Linked DNA regions of Triticum aestivum: region 1 is linked to region 2. A link is a contact called in public Hi-C data. All regions are on one chromosome and are shown on one strand. The core of a region is the stretch at or near the end of the contact, and the rest is flanking DNA. Distances in the headings are between cores, read along the strand shown. Region 1 has its middle 55 kb from the start of LOC123190178. Region 2 holds the start of LOC123190178 (protein NARROW LEAF 1).

What was found. Hi-C and Micro-C count contacts between places; a contact is called where the count stands out from the background.
Region 1: a contact with region 2 is called in a Hi-C map of leaf, with 2.9 times the contacts expected there. The contact joins the enhancer-like site here to the promoter of LOC123190178 in region 2. A contact is called at or near these places in 4 of 5 Hi-C or Micro-C datasets (leaf, root and an unstated tissue).

Annotation. Positions count from the first base shown.
Region 1 is chr2A:680,036,027-680,039,156 of IWGSC CS RefSeq v2.1, reverse strand. No RefSeq gene overlaps it. Among protein-coding and RNA genes, the nearest start is that of LOC123190178, 55 kb to the right of the region's middle. Within about 2 kb of position 1,661, at least 5 of the 8 cell types and tissues checked have an H3K27ac peak or open chromatin away from gene starts, as enhancers often do.
Region 2 is chr2A:679,981,122-679,984,283 of IWGSC CS RefSeq v2.1, reverse strand. It overlaps LOC123190178 (protein NARROW LEAF 1), which reads left to right and starts at 1,341. Exons shown (of 6, transcript XM_044602776.1): 1 at 1,341-1,730; 2 at 2,910-3,162. The coding sequence starts at 2,956.

The DNA.
Region 1 (3,130 bases), core at 412-2,911, 55 kb before region 2:
ACGTTAAAATGGTACTACTCCCTCCGGTCCTTTTTACTCCGCATATTAGGTTTTGGTCAAGTCAAACTTTACAAAGTTTGACCAAATATATATTTAAAAAATATCAACAATTACCATACCAAATATATATCCCGTGAAAGTACATTTCGTAATGAATCTAACGATATTGATTTGATATTGTAAATGGTGATACTTTTTTTATAAGTTTGGTCAAAGTAGAGATGCTTTGACTTCAGACAAAACTTATATGCAGACTAAAAAGGACCGAAGAGAGTACATTGCAACAATTTGTAGCCGGAAATGGCTTATATATTAGCAAGTACAACTACTTTTTTCTAACGTAATACGTGTCTGATTCATATCATAAACATCAAAGTACAAGTTACGTAAGGACCGACATGACAAAACTAAAAAGATAGCAGAACATTTCTGAGCTTGACACCAACACCCGTCACCTGCCTCCGGCACCACCATAGCAGCCACCGAAGAAAAGAATGACGGATCACCTCCTCACTCGAGCTACGCGTCTCCATCGATGATATACAGCTTTGCGGACCTCCAAGGTGGCTCACCAAAAGTAAACCCTTGTCGTTGAATGAATCAGACCGGGGCAACACCCCGGACACACCGTCAAACTCCAGATCTGGCATCCCACCACGACTAAGTCACCGAAGGAGGAAACTATCTTTATTCAGCGTTGTCATCGTCGTCGCCGAAGCCAAGACGATGAACAGCCTAAAACCTAGACTACGAGAGAGTAAAAAATGATCCACACACGTGGATCCGGCGCCCCCCTCACCACCGACGACCGAGGTTGCCGGTGAAGGGGAGTCGCCGGAGAACGGCGCTAGAAGATTGGACTCTCTTGGCTCATTTTTTTCGCTGAGAGAGGCGATGAGTTACGGATGTGCATTAGGTTAAGGGGTTCAGGAAGATGGAGGTAGGAGAGCGGGAATGCTGCCGCGGAAGCGAATTTTGAAGAGGCGACCAAGAAAGAGAATAAATAAATTATTTTGATTGAAATGGAAAAAAAATAAAGTTTATTTTGCATGATGGAAGAAATAAAGTTGACGGGACAAGTAATGCCACATGTATCCAAAGACGCTTGGAATCTGACGTGGCATTGTTACTGTTGTAAATGTGGAATTACCCCGGTCCCCCACTAGGCTGTCCTTTCTTCCGGCACGCCCATACATGCAGCCACCAATATTTCCAAGTACAGTGCACGTAGTATGCATGTCAACTAAGCAGTTTTGATGAGGTGGCATAGAATTAAATAAAGGAAGAGAGGCTTGAGTGTCATATCATGATACCGTATCATATTAAATGATGTGCTATTTTGTGTTGCATGGTAATAAATATAGTCATCTATGATACCAACATATGATACTATGCATTAGGGATGTAGTATCATAGACTAGTATCATGATACTAGTATATGATACTCCTCATTACAACCAGCCTCAGGGAAAAAAAAAAGATTTATAGTGGACACTCACTAGTGACTAGCTCGCGGGCTCCGGGCAGCCAATCCCGTTCGCTTGTTCCCGATCGGACGAGATGGGTCGTGGCCTCCCGAAGAGGATTGGAGTACTGTTGCGTGCGTGATGCCCTTTCACGGGGTTGGGGGCGTCAAACAAAGACGGAGGAGGCAGGCAGGTGCAGCTGACTGTGGCGTACGGCCTGCCCTGCACCGCCCTCGTCTCTTCTCCCAAGCCCGTACCTACGTACGCGTACCTCTGTCCATGGACAGAAAACTCCACTACTCCCTCGCGTTCCGTCTATCATATCCTTCCACTGCCCGGCCACTCAGGACATTTCTAACCGATCTCTTAAAAAATAAAGAAATAAACCTTCGTAGAGTTTTGGTTGGAGCTAGCCGACCGGCGACCACCCTATACATAATGGAGTAAATTTAAATTTCGTTCATACATTTCGTCGAACACTTGCTATGCACCTTCGTGGCGAGTGGCAACCACGTGACCATGTCGGTAGCGAGCACCGAGCAGCAGCAGCAAAGACACACAACTGGGAGGAGCAATAGCAGCAGCACGCAGCGACGGCGGCGAGTAGCAGCAGTAGCAGCACACAGTGGGGAGGAGCAGTGGCAAGCAGCAGTAGTAGCAGCACGCGGCAGGGAGGAGCAACGGCGAGCATGCACCGGCGGCAAGCAGCAACAACACGCAACTGGGAGGAGCAACAACAGCAGCACGCACCGGTGGTGGCGAGTAGCAGCAGTAGCAACACACAGCAGGGAGGAGCAGCGGCAAGCAGCAGCAGTAGCAGCACACAGCAGGGAGGAGCAACGGCGAGCATGCACCGGCGGCAAGCAACAACAACACGCACCGGCGGCAGCGAGCAGCAGCAGCACGCAACGGGAAGGAGTAGCAACACGCACCAACGGCGGCGAGCAACAGCAACAACAGCACACACCGGCAGCGGCAAGCAGCAGCAACAACACACAACAGCAACGCACAGCAGCAACAACATTTAGTGGCAGTTCCGGTAGTAGTACGTGCAAGGGTCGCCGGGAGGCCATGGGAGCTTCACGTGAGTCGCCGGCCGGCCATGAGGAGATCTTTGCGTGAAGAAAATTTATACTCGGCCGCCTTCAGACGGAGTAAATATATGCAAAAACTTAGGGATGAAGTAAAAAAATATACTCCCTTATGATGGATTGGGGATCGTCTCGGTGCCGAAAAATCATATTTTTATTTCTTTAACCGATTATAAGTGATTGATTAGAAATGCCCTCGGTCACTCTTAATTTCGAACCGATTATAAAGGATCGGTTAGAAATGCCCTGGGTGACTCTTAATTTCAAACGCACACACACTGAGCAGCTAGCTAGCAGAAGAATCCTTAACTCTATGTCTCCTCTCTCACGCACGTACGAAGCAGAGCATCACTGACATGTGAGTTTCGGGCGAACCCGCCCGCTTCGGCCTGTCAGTCTACCTGCGTCGTTTCCGTGGAGGCGCCGGCGCCGTGCGCAGCCGGCCGGCGAGGAAGGGGGAGATGTGGGTGCCATGCCGCGCAGCGGCGGCAGCGTCCGGCCGCTGTCTGGCTACAGGGAAGCTGCACGCCTCTGATCGCCTTCGGGCCTCGGGTGGCCATCACGAGGGCCGGG
Region 2 (3,162 bases), core at 92-2,591:
AAAAAAGAAGAATCCTTTGGCTTGTCCAACAATTGTCTTTAAGCATTTTTAGTGATCACCTTCCATTCCAACGCTATTCCTGTTGTTTTCTGAAATACTCCCTTCGTTCCTAAATATAAGTTTTTTTAGACATTTCAAATGGACTACAACATACGGATGTATGTAGACATATTTTAGAGTATAGATTCATTTATTTTGCTCCATATGTAGTCACTTGTTAAAATCTATAAAAAGACTTATATTTTGGAACGGATGAAGTATACTTTAAACTAGCATTAGTTCTTTGAGATATCTTGATATAAATTACCAAAATTCCCCTTGGGGATTAGATGCACTTTCACCCTTTTTACTAGAACATGCATAAAACCCAGTATTGGGAGTGTTTAATGTTTTACATTGCTATGAAATTGTTCTATAGTGCCAGAATAGTATGCATGTGTCCTTTTTCACTTTTATTTGATGAAGCTATAGAATAGAACATAGGGACTTTTCATGAGCTAGACACCATAAATATGGCACCACACCATAAAGCAAAAAAATGATCAGGCCACTTGTTACTATCTCTTTTGTCTCGACCCACATAAATGTTACTATTTCTGGCTCATATAAATGTTACTATTTCTGGTCCACAAAAATAGCAATTGCGACAAACTTACAAAAAATAGCATATTTCCTTCACTTGTGATGTGGCAATCATTTGGGAGCCTAGATTATCAAATAACATTTGATCAAATATTCAAGCTACCAAGAAAGAATTGTTCTTAACCATCCAATCCAACTACGAGATTGAGCTATAGTCACTCAGTAAAATAACATATTTGCATTGGAAAATTTGAGCGGAGACATAGTATTTTTAAGACCGCATCAAATTTGGATAGTTACATATCAAGTTCAATTTCTTAGGTCTGGTTCTTTGGGGACGGCTTATGAAATAAGCTTGCAAGGGCCGCTTAGTACTTTAGAAGCCACCAAAAGAATTGGGCCTTAGTCCAGTACTCTTGCGTTTAAATCTTATTAATTGTTATCCCAAATACATGTTAGAAAAATGTGTTTACATCCGACCCTCTACGACGGGTCAACTCCATTAATCTTCATTTTCCCTATCACTTTCATATTGTCATTGTCGATAATATATGTGACATGACACGGCCAAAAGTGCACCTTGTTCAAAGGAGGCCGAAACCCCCCAGGATCGAGCGGCCAGGAGCGGGCCACGTCCCCTCGCCCCGGCCGCGACCCATCCGGGCCGTCCGTTGCACCGCGCGACACGGACGACTATGCGGCCACAGGCCCCGGCTCGACACACGGATCGACACATCACACGGCGCCACAGTGAAGTTGTTGTTCACCGCACCCCAATCTGTGACCACCACGCCACGCCATGATCACCACCACCGGCTAGCTGCTGATCGAGCTCCCCGCCCCTAGATTCCCAGCGCCTCCTCCCCATTCCTCTCTCTCTCTAGCCTCTTCTTGTGGTGTTTGTGCGGCGCACGCATGCCGCTGCTGCCGCGCACACGGCCCCAACAGTGAGAGGGGGGGCTGGGCAGGGGAGGGACGCCGCCTGCGACTGCAAAGCTGTCATCTTCTGCCCCCGGGCCTCGCCTCGCCCCTAATAACAGTGGAGATTCCCGCCTCCCCGCCCCCAATTATGGATACCCGCGCGGGGAGGAGAAGAAGATAGGAGGGGAGGACGAGGCGCGAGGCCGCGGCCATTGCTCCGGCTCCAGGTGAGCGGCTCCGACCCCTCCCTCCCTCCCCTGCCCGGAGTCCTACCCGAAGGCCGGATGGCCGGATCTTTCGCTGGCCCCCGGGGCGGCAGGATCTTTGCGCCGTCTTCCTCGATTTGCCCGGTTTCTTTTTCTGTCCCTCGTATCCCTTTTTCCTCGCGGCCCGTGGTTTCCATTCCTAGGCGGGGCTGCTTGTCCCTCTGGTGGTTGGATTGCCAATCTGGTAATACCAGGTTGTTGCTCCCTACCAGTGCCATGGGAATTTCCTGATGCCTGCACAGCAACAGCTTCAGGTGTTCCTCTTCTTATTTCCTTCCGCCTCCCTTGCGGGCCGCGCTTCCGGGGCCAAATGCCACGGAAAGCTTAGCAGCTCGGCCTCCCAAGACTCATCACCAGGGGACTTCCGTTGCCGCTCTGTTCCTCCTACAAGCAACCAGCACCAATCCAGCTCGCGTGCCTTCAGCTTCAGGTTAAAGTTGCATTGCTCCAGCAAAACCGATTTCAGGCCTGCTATTGGCTGGAACAAGGAGAGAGCGCTTGCTGTTTGTTCCCCCCGATTTCTGGTCGGCGGGTTGCTTCTGATTTTGATTATGCCTTTTCTCTTTCAACAAAGTGCACGATGCCTTTGCCAAACTTCACCCGCGGTGCCGCCTGCTGAATTTGCGTCTAGGCCCTACCCTTTTTGCGCCGGTATTTTTGTTATCATCACAAGTAGTTGTGATGTGGATTTATGCCCATTCCCGCTGTTTAAAGGCAGAATTTGTGCCATGCCTTTCGCGAACAAACGGATGGAGACTTCCTTCGCCCTCTGGCTTTTGCAGATTCCACCATCTTATGATATTGCCTGCTTGGTTCTGCGGCGGATGCGCAGCAAGAATATACACATATATAGTGGGTCATATTCGTCGTACAGAGGATTCCTCTTATGATATTACCAGCTTTTGTTTGCGTGGTTGCAATCTTGCAAGAACCTATTCCCCGAGAATATCAGGCTATTCCACCAGCACTTGTTTATTCTCTTGTGTATAATAATAACCTGGATGCTCTTAGTTTCAGCATATATTTCCCGGTCCGATGCAAGTTATAGAGCGCAAACACATTTGCTAGATTTGTCCAGTGTCTCCTGACATTTTTACCTTGAAAGATTATGTTCTCAGACTTGTTTGTTCTCATTTTTAGGGCCATAGCTTCTCCTGTCCATCACATCTGTCAACTGTTCGGCACAATGAGGCCTTCAGATGACAGGATGCAGCTCTCAGGTTTGACGCAGTCGGAAGAGTCATCGCTTGACGTGGAGGGGCATTGCTCTCACCACGAGGCATTTCCTTGTTCTCCATCGATGCAACCAGTTGCTTCTGGGTGCGTGCACACAGAAAATAGCGCGGCATACTTCTTATGGCCGACTTCAAACCTGCAGCATTGTGCGGCGGAG